Linked DNA regions of Ovis aries: region 2 is linked to region 1. The links are chromatin contacts, called in public Hi-C maps. All regions are on one chromosome and are shown on one strand. Each heading gives the region's core, a stretch centred on a gene start, on an enhancer-like site or on the middle of the called end of the contact. The rest is flanking DNA. Distances are from core to core; before and after follow the strand shown.

Region 1 (2,880 bases), core at 163-2,662:
GTTGGATCTCCTCGCAGTCCAAGGGACTCTCAAGAGTCTTCTCCAACACCGCAGTTCAAAAGCATCAATTCTTTGGTGCTCAGCTTTCTTTGCATTCCAACTCTTACATCCATACATGACCACTGGGAAAACCATAGCCTTGACTAGATGGACCCTTGTTGGCAAAGTAGTGTCTCTGCTTTTCAATATGCTGTCTAGGTTGGTCATAACTTTTCTTCCAAGGAGTAAGCGTCTTTTAGTTTCATGGCTGCAGTCACCATCTGCAGTGATTTTGGAGCCCCCCGAAATAAAGTCTGCCACTGTTTCCATTGTTTCCCCATCTATTTCCCATGAAGTGATGGGACCAGATGCCATGATCTTCGTTTTCTGAATGTTGAGCTTTAAGCCAACTTTTTCACTCTCCTCTTTCACTTTCATCAAGAGGCTCTTTAGTTCCTCTTCACTTTCTGCCATAAGGGTGGTATCATCTGCATATCTGAGGTTATTGATATTTCTCCTGGCAGTCTTGATTCCAGCTTGTGCTTCTTCCAGCCCAGCGTTTTTCATGATGTACTCTGCATGTAAGTTAAATAAGCAGGGTGACAGTATACAGCCTTGACGTACTCCTTATCCTATTTGGAACCAGTCTGTTGTTCCATGTTAGGCAGGGAAAAAGTGTTACGGAAAAAATTGGTCAAGGTAAGAGGGTGGGGTGGTGCCAGGTGGGTGCTGGGTCAAAGGGTGGCCAGGAAGGCCTCTCTGAGAAGGTGGCCACAGTCAGGGTCCTGAGTCTAATGCAAGAATATCTGGGAAAAGAGTTTCAGGTGTGTTCAGGGGACTATGGCTAAAGTGGGTAAGGATGGAAGAGTGTTTATAGCTGTGGTAAGGAGTTGGATTTTTACTTTGAACAAGGGGCCGCATGTTAGAACTTGTTGAGCATGTGACATGATGTAATTTATTGATCTGTTTATACTCATTGAAAAACCACTGTGTTCATAGAAAAAGCTAGCTAAAGTTCCTTAGTTCAGACTGCAAAGGAAACTCATTCTTGGAACACTTGCAGTTCCATGCTCTCTCCTTAATAGTCCTTGGCTGCATCCCAGGAAACCTGTTGTAGTTCAAGGCTGACATCTAGTGGATATTTTCTCAAGTGTTTATAAACCTGCAAGTTGGAACATAACCACTTTTGATTAGAGAGAGAGGGCAAGCTTTAACATAAAAATCACAAACAGGATGATAAACAATCATAGAATTTTAGAGGAGATTGTAATAGATTTGCTTCGTTTTTCACGTGCTTATATTCTGGTAAGCTTGCATTCCTCTAGCAAGTATTTGTTAAAACTGGTTGGTTTACCTGCCAGAAGATGTGGCAGCAAAGTCATGGGCTGGTAAAGGGAGAATAAATGAGGATCGGGTGGGATCACTAGGAGAAAGTGCTCTGGTTCTAGGAGAGGCCCTCAAAAGGTAGCCTGTGGTTTGTTGTGTGGTATCTAAGGGTGTGTGTGTTCCAAACCTGACCTGGAGTCAAGTTAACCCTGATTTACAAAAGGGGTCTGAGCTCATGAGCAGGCATGATGAGAGGAAGTTTAGGGCAGTGGGGAAAATACTCAAAGTCAGGTGCAGTTAGGTATTTCCCAAAGCTTAAGTGGGGTGTTTAGTGCAGCAGTCAAGAGCTTTAGCTTTGTAATTGGACATCTGGCTTCATGTCCTGCTCTGCCGTTTACTCTGCCATTTACATCCTGACTGTGAGAGCTTGGGTGTGCTGTGTTCTTTGTATCTGACTTTCTAAACTGTCCCACTTTGTATTAAGTGAGGTAATTTATGCTGAGCACTTGACATTAAGTAAGCAGTCAGTAACAGCTAGGTGTTATTTTTCAGAGGAACCACAAGCAGCCATTAGAGGTAAAGAAGTAGGCTATTGTAATGATAGTGTCTGCGTTAACAAACTTTTTCTTTTTTGCCCTCAGCACTTAAGATTAGCAGAATTTAGGTTTTAACTTACTTTATCTATATGATCCGTTTTATCTGCACTGATTTGGAATAGCTGAATATGCTGCGTAAGGTATACCATTTATATTACATAAAGATTATAATTGTTCAGTGGCTTTCATGACTTTTAAGGAAAAAGGCCCACTTGGCTTTGTAGGACCTGGCTCCTGCCTGCCACTTCAGGTCATCTTTTACTGCTCTTCCCCCTCAGTTTCTGAATTCTAGACATGCCGAGATACGCTGGTCTTCCTTCAGGTCCTCCAACATCTTGTTCCACCTGTCTCAGGACCTTTGCATAGGCAGTTTCCGTACTGGTCCTCTTCTCTCCCACCCTACCCATACCAACAACCAAGCACAAGCCTGGTAATGCCCATTCATCTTTCAGATTCTGGCTCAAATGACACTTCTTCAGAGAAGTTTTCCCTGCCTTCACCCCACTCCCAGGCTGGGCAAGTCAAGCTCTCATAGCATTCTGTCCTTCTAGCTTTTCTTTAGAATACTTACAGTTTTAAAGTATATGAAGTGAAGTGGCTCAGTCGTGTCCGACTCTGCGACCCCATGGACTGTAGCCTACCAGGCTCCTCTGTCCATGGGATTTTCCAGGAAATAGTACTAGAGTAGATTGCCATTTCCTTCTCCAGGGGATCTTCCCGATCCAGGGATCGAACCCAGGTCTCCCGCATTGTAGACAGACGCTTTACCGTCTGAGCCACCAGGGAAGTCAAGTATATATATGCATATTAAAAAGCAGAGGCATCACTTTGCAAACAAAGATCCATCTAGTCAAAGCTGTAGTTTTTCCAGTAGTCAGGTATGGATGTTAGAGCTGGATGATAAAGCTGAGCACTGAAGAATCGATGCTTTTGAACTGTAGTGTTGGAGAAGACTCTTGAGAGTCTGTTGGACTGCAAG
Region 2 (2,880 bases), core at 191-2,690, 160 kb before region 1:
TGGCAGTTCTGATTCCAGTCTGTGCTGATGGGAGTTAAGGTCCTTATTCTAGGTCCTCCCCAACCTTGGACTCACACCCCGGGCACATTTCTTTCTCTGTGCGCATCACACTGTCTTGTCACCGGTCCATCCACAGTAGGCTGTGCTGCACTGTGTCTTCACTGGACCGTGGTCTCCTGAATTTGTTTTGTTTTGTTTTCTGCTGAATCTTAAGACATACCGCTCCCCCGTCCAGTGCCTTCTTTAATCCTCGTGCATTCTCTTTGCCTCTGCTTTCTCTTGATCCCCCACCATAGTGTACACACACACGCATCCTGGCCATTTCTCCCTTTGAAACAGCCCCTGGCACGCACTGCCTCCTCTCCATTAACTCGCCGCCACTCAAAATCCAGGCCCTTCCTTATCAATTATTTATCTGCATGATCTCCTTCAGCGGTCTCTGTTCATATCCTATACATTCTTAAAAGATCTAGCTCAGATGTCCTCTCTTGTTCATGAAGAGTGCAAATTAACCTCCTCCCCCTTCTGAATGAGCAGGGTGCTTTGTCCTGTGTGATGGTCTCAGTGTGCCTGTCCTTCCGGTTGTCAGTTTCTGCATGCCAGTGCTCTTTCCAGGCTCTGTGGTTCAGACTGTCTTTGTATCTGCCACATATTCTAGGACAGTACTGAGCCTTTGGCAGGAATTCATTACATATCTGTTGACGGGGTTTTTTTTTTTTTTTTTTTTTCCAGTTAATAGAAGAACCAATAAGTATTTGAGTGTATGTGGTATTTAGACCACTGTTTGACTTTTGGAAGCAGTTCAGTATGGGTGATAGGGGTGGAAATAACTAAAATTTATTGAAGATCTAGTCTGTGCTTCTTGACTCCTATTGCAGGACAGTCATATAGAGGGACTAAGGCAGAGTAGGGGGTATGACTTCATCTTACTACAGATGAAGCATGAGGTTCATTGACGTGCCCAGAGTCACACTGCTAAGTGAGTGCTAAAGTTAAGATTTGAGCCCAGGTTTTCTGCATCCAGTGTCTCCACTTTAAGAGCAGTAGTTCATATCCTAACAGCTGTCTGAAGTCCCAGTGTCATGATTTTTGGTCATGGTTCCTACAAAGGGCAGTAGAGATCAAATTTGGCCAACTTTCTCTAGTCTTTGCCCAAATTTTAGGACTTCGTTTCATCCTTAGTGGACTTAGAATATTATCGCACGGTGTATTAGTCACCTTGGCCTGCCATAATAAAATACCACAGACTGGTTGCGGGCGGGGGGGAGGCTTAAACAACAGAAGTTTATTTCTTTCAGTTCTGGAAGCTTAGGAAGTCCAAGATCAAGGTGCCAGTAAAGTAGGTTTCATTCTGAGGCCTCTTCTCTTGGCTTGTAGGTGGCTGCCATCTCTGTGTGCTCACGCGACCTCTTTGTAACCAGCGGTTGGTGGTGGTTGGGGAGGCAGGGAACAAGAGCTCTCTTGTCTTTTCTTATTAGGTCACTAATCTTCTTGAGCCAGGACTCCACCCTTATGACCTCATTCCATCTTGTTGTTGTTATTCAGTCATGCAGTCCAACTCTTTGCGACCCCATGGACTACAGCATGCCAGGCTTCCCTGTCCTTTACCATCTCCTGGAGCTTGCTAAAACTCATGTCTATTGAGTCAGTGATGCCATCCAGTCATCTCATCCTCTGTCTTCCCCTTTTCCTCCTGCCTTTTATCTTTCCCACCATCAAGGTCTTTTCTAATGAGTCTATTCTTCCATCAGGTGGCCAAAACATTGGAGCTTCAGCTTCAGCATCAGTCCTTCCAATGAATATTCAGGACTTTTTTCTTTAGGATTGAGTGGCTTGATCTCCTTGCAGTCAGGGACTCTCAAGAGTCTTCCCCAACACCACAGTTCAAAAACATCAATTCTTCAGCGCTCAGCCTTCTTTATGGTCTAGCTCTCACATGCATACATGAGTACTGGAAAAACCATAGCTTTGAGTAGATGGACCTTTGTTGGCAAAGTAGTGTCTCTGCTTTTTAATACACTGTTTAGGTTTATCATAGATTTCTTTCAAGGAGCAAGCATCTTTTAATTTCATGGCTGCAGTCACCATCTGCAGTGATTTGGGGGCCCCCCAAAATAAAGTCTGCCACTGTTTCCATTGTTTCTCCATCTGTATGCCATGAAGTGATGGACTGGATGCCATGATCTTCATTTTTTGAATGTTGAGTTTTAAGTCAGCTTTTTCACTTTCCTCCTTCACCTTCATAAGAGGCTCTTTAGTTCCTCTTTCATTTCTGCCATAAAGGTGGAACCATCTGCGTATCTGAGGTTATTGATATTTCTCCTGGCAATGTTGATTCCAGCTTGTGGTTCTTCATCCAGCCCAGCATTTCTCATGATGTACTCTGCATATAAGTTAAATAAACAAGGTGACAATATACAGCCTCGATGCACTCCTTTCTCAATTTTGAACCAGTCCATTTGTTGTTCCATGCTCAGTGCTAACTGTTGCTTCTCGGCCTGTTTTCTCATTCAATCTTAATTGCTTCCTTAAAAGCTTATCTCCAAATACAGTTACTGTGAGGGTTACGGTTGCAACAAATATGTTTTTTTAGGGGGATGGGTTGAATACAAACATTTAGTCCCCTAACAGATGGATTTTTAAGGTGGATATTAAATGTACTTATTACAGTCTTCCGGTGGTTTAGTCAGTGTTATTGTTTTGGGAATTGTGCTGATTATTTCCTCTTTGTTCTTTTATAGTATTGAAATCCTGCTATTTTATTTAGTTCTGTCTATGGGTCTTTGCTTAGCCCACGAGGAATTTCCATCATATTTGGACTTTGCTATTTTATTTGACCATTTTTACTTTCGTGCAGCTTTTGGTGTACTGATTATTTTA

The links. Hi-C and Micro-C count contacts between places; a contact is called where the count stands out from the background.
Region 2: a Hi-C map of hypothalamus shows a contact between it and region 1, with 5 times the contacts expected there. The contact joins two enhancer-like sites. A contact is called at or near these places in 4 of 16 Hi-C or Micro-C datasets (hypothalamus, muscle, skin fibroblasts and 1 more).

The regions. Positions count from the first base shown.
Region 1 is chr2:22,544,618-22,547,497 of ARS-UI_Ramb_v3.0, reverse strand. No RefSeq gene overlaps it. Among named protein-coding and RNA genes, the nearest start is that of CAVIN4, 24 kb to the left of the region's middle. Within about 2 kb of position 1,412, at least 2 of the 54 cell types and tissues checked have an H3K27ac peak or open chromatin away from gene starts, as enhancers often do. A contact at or near this core is called in hypothalamus, where this site is marked.
Region 2 is chr2:22,707,816-22,710,695 of ARS-UI_Ramb_v3.0, reverse strand. The region is part of intron 1 of MSANTD3 (Myb/SANT DNA binding domain containing 3); the gene reads left to right. Among named protein-coding and RNA genes, the nearest start is that of MSANTD3, 14 kb to the left of the region's middle. Within about 2 kb of position 1,440, at least 8 of the 54 cell types and tissues checked have an H3K27ac peak or open chromatin away from gene starts, as enhancers often do. A contact at or near this core is called in hypothalamus, where this site is marked.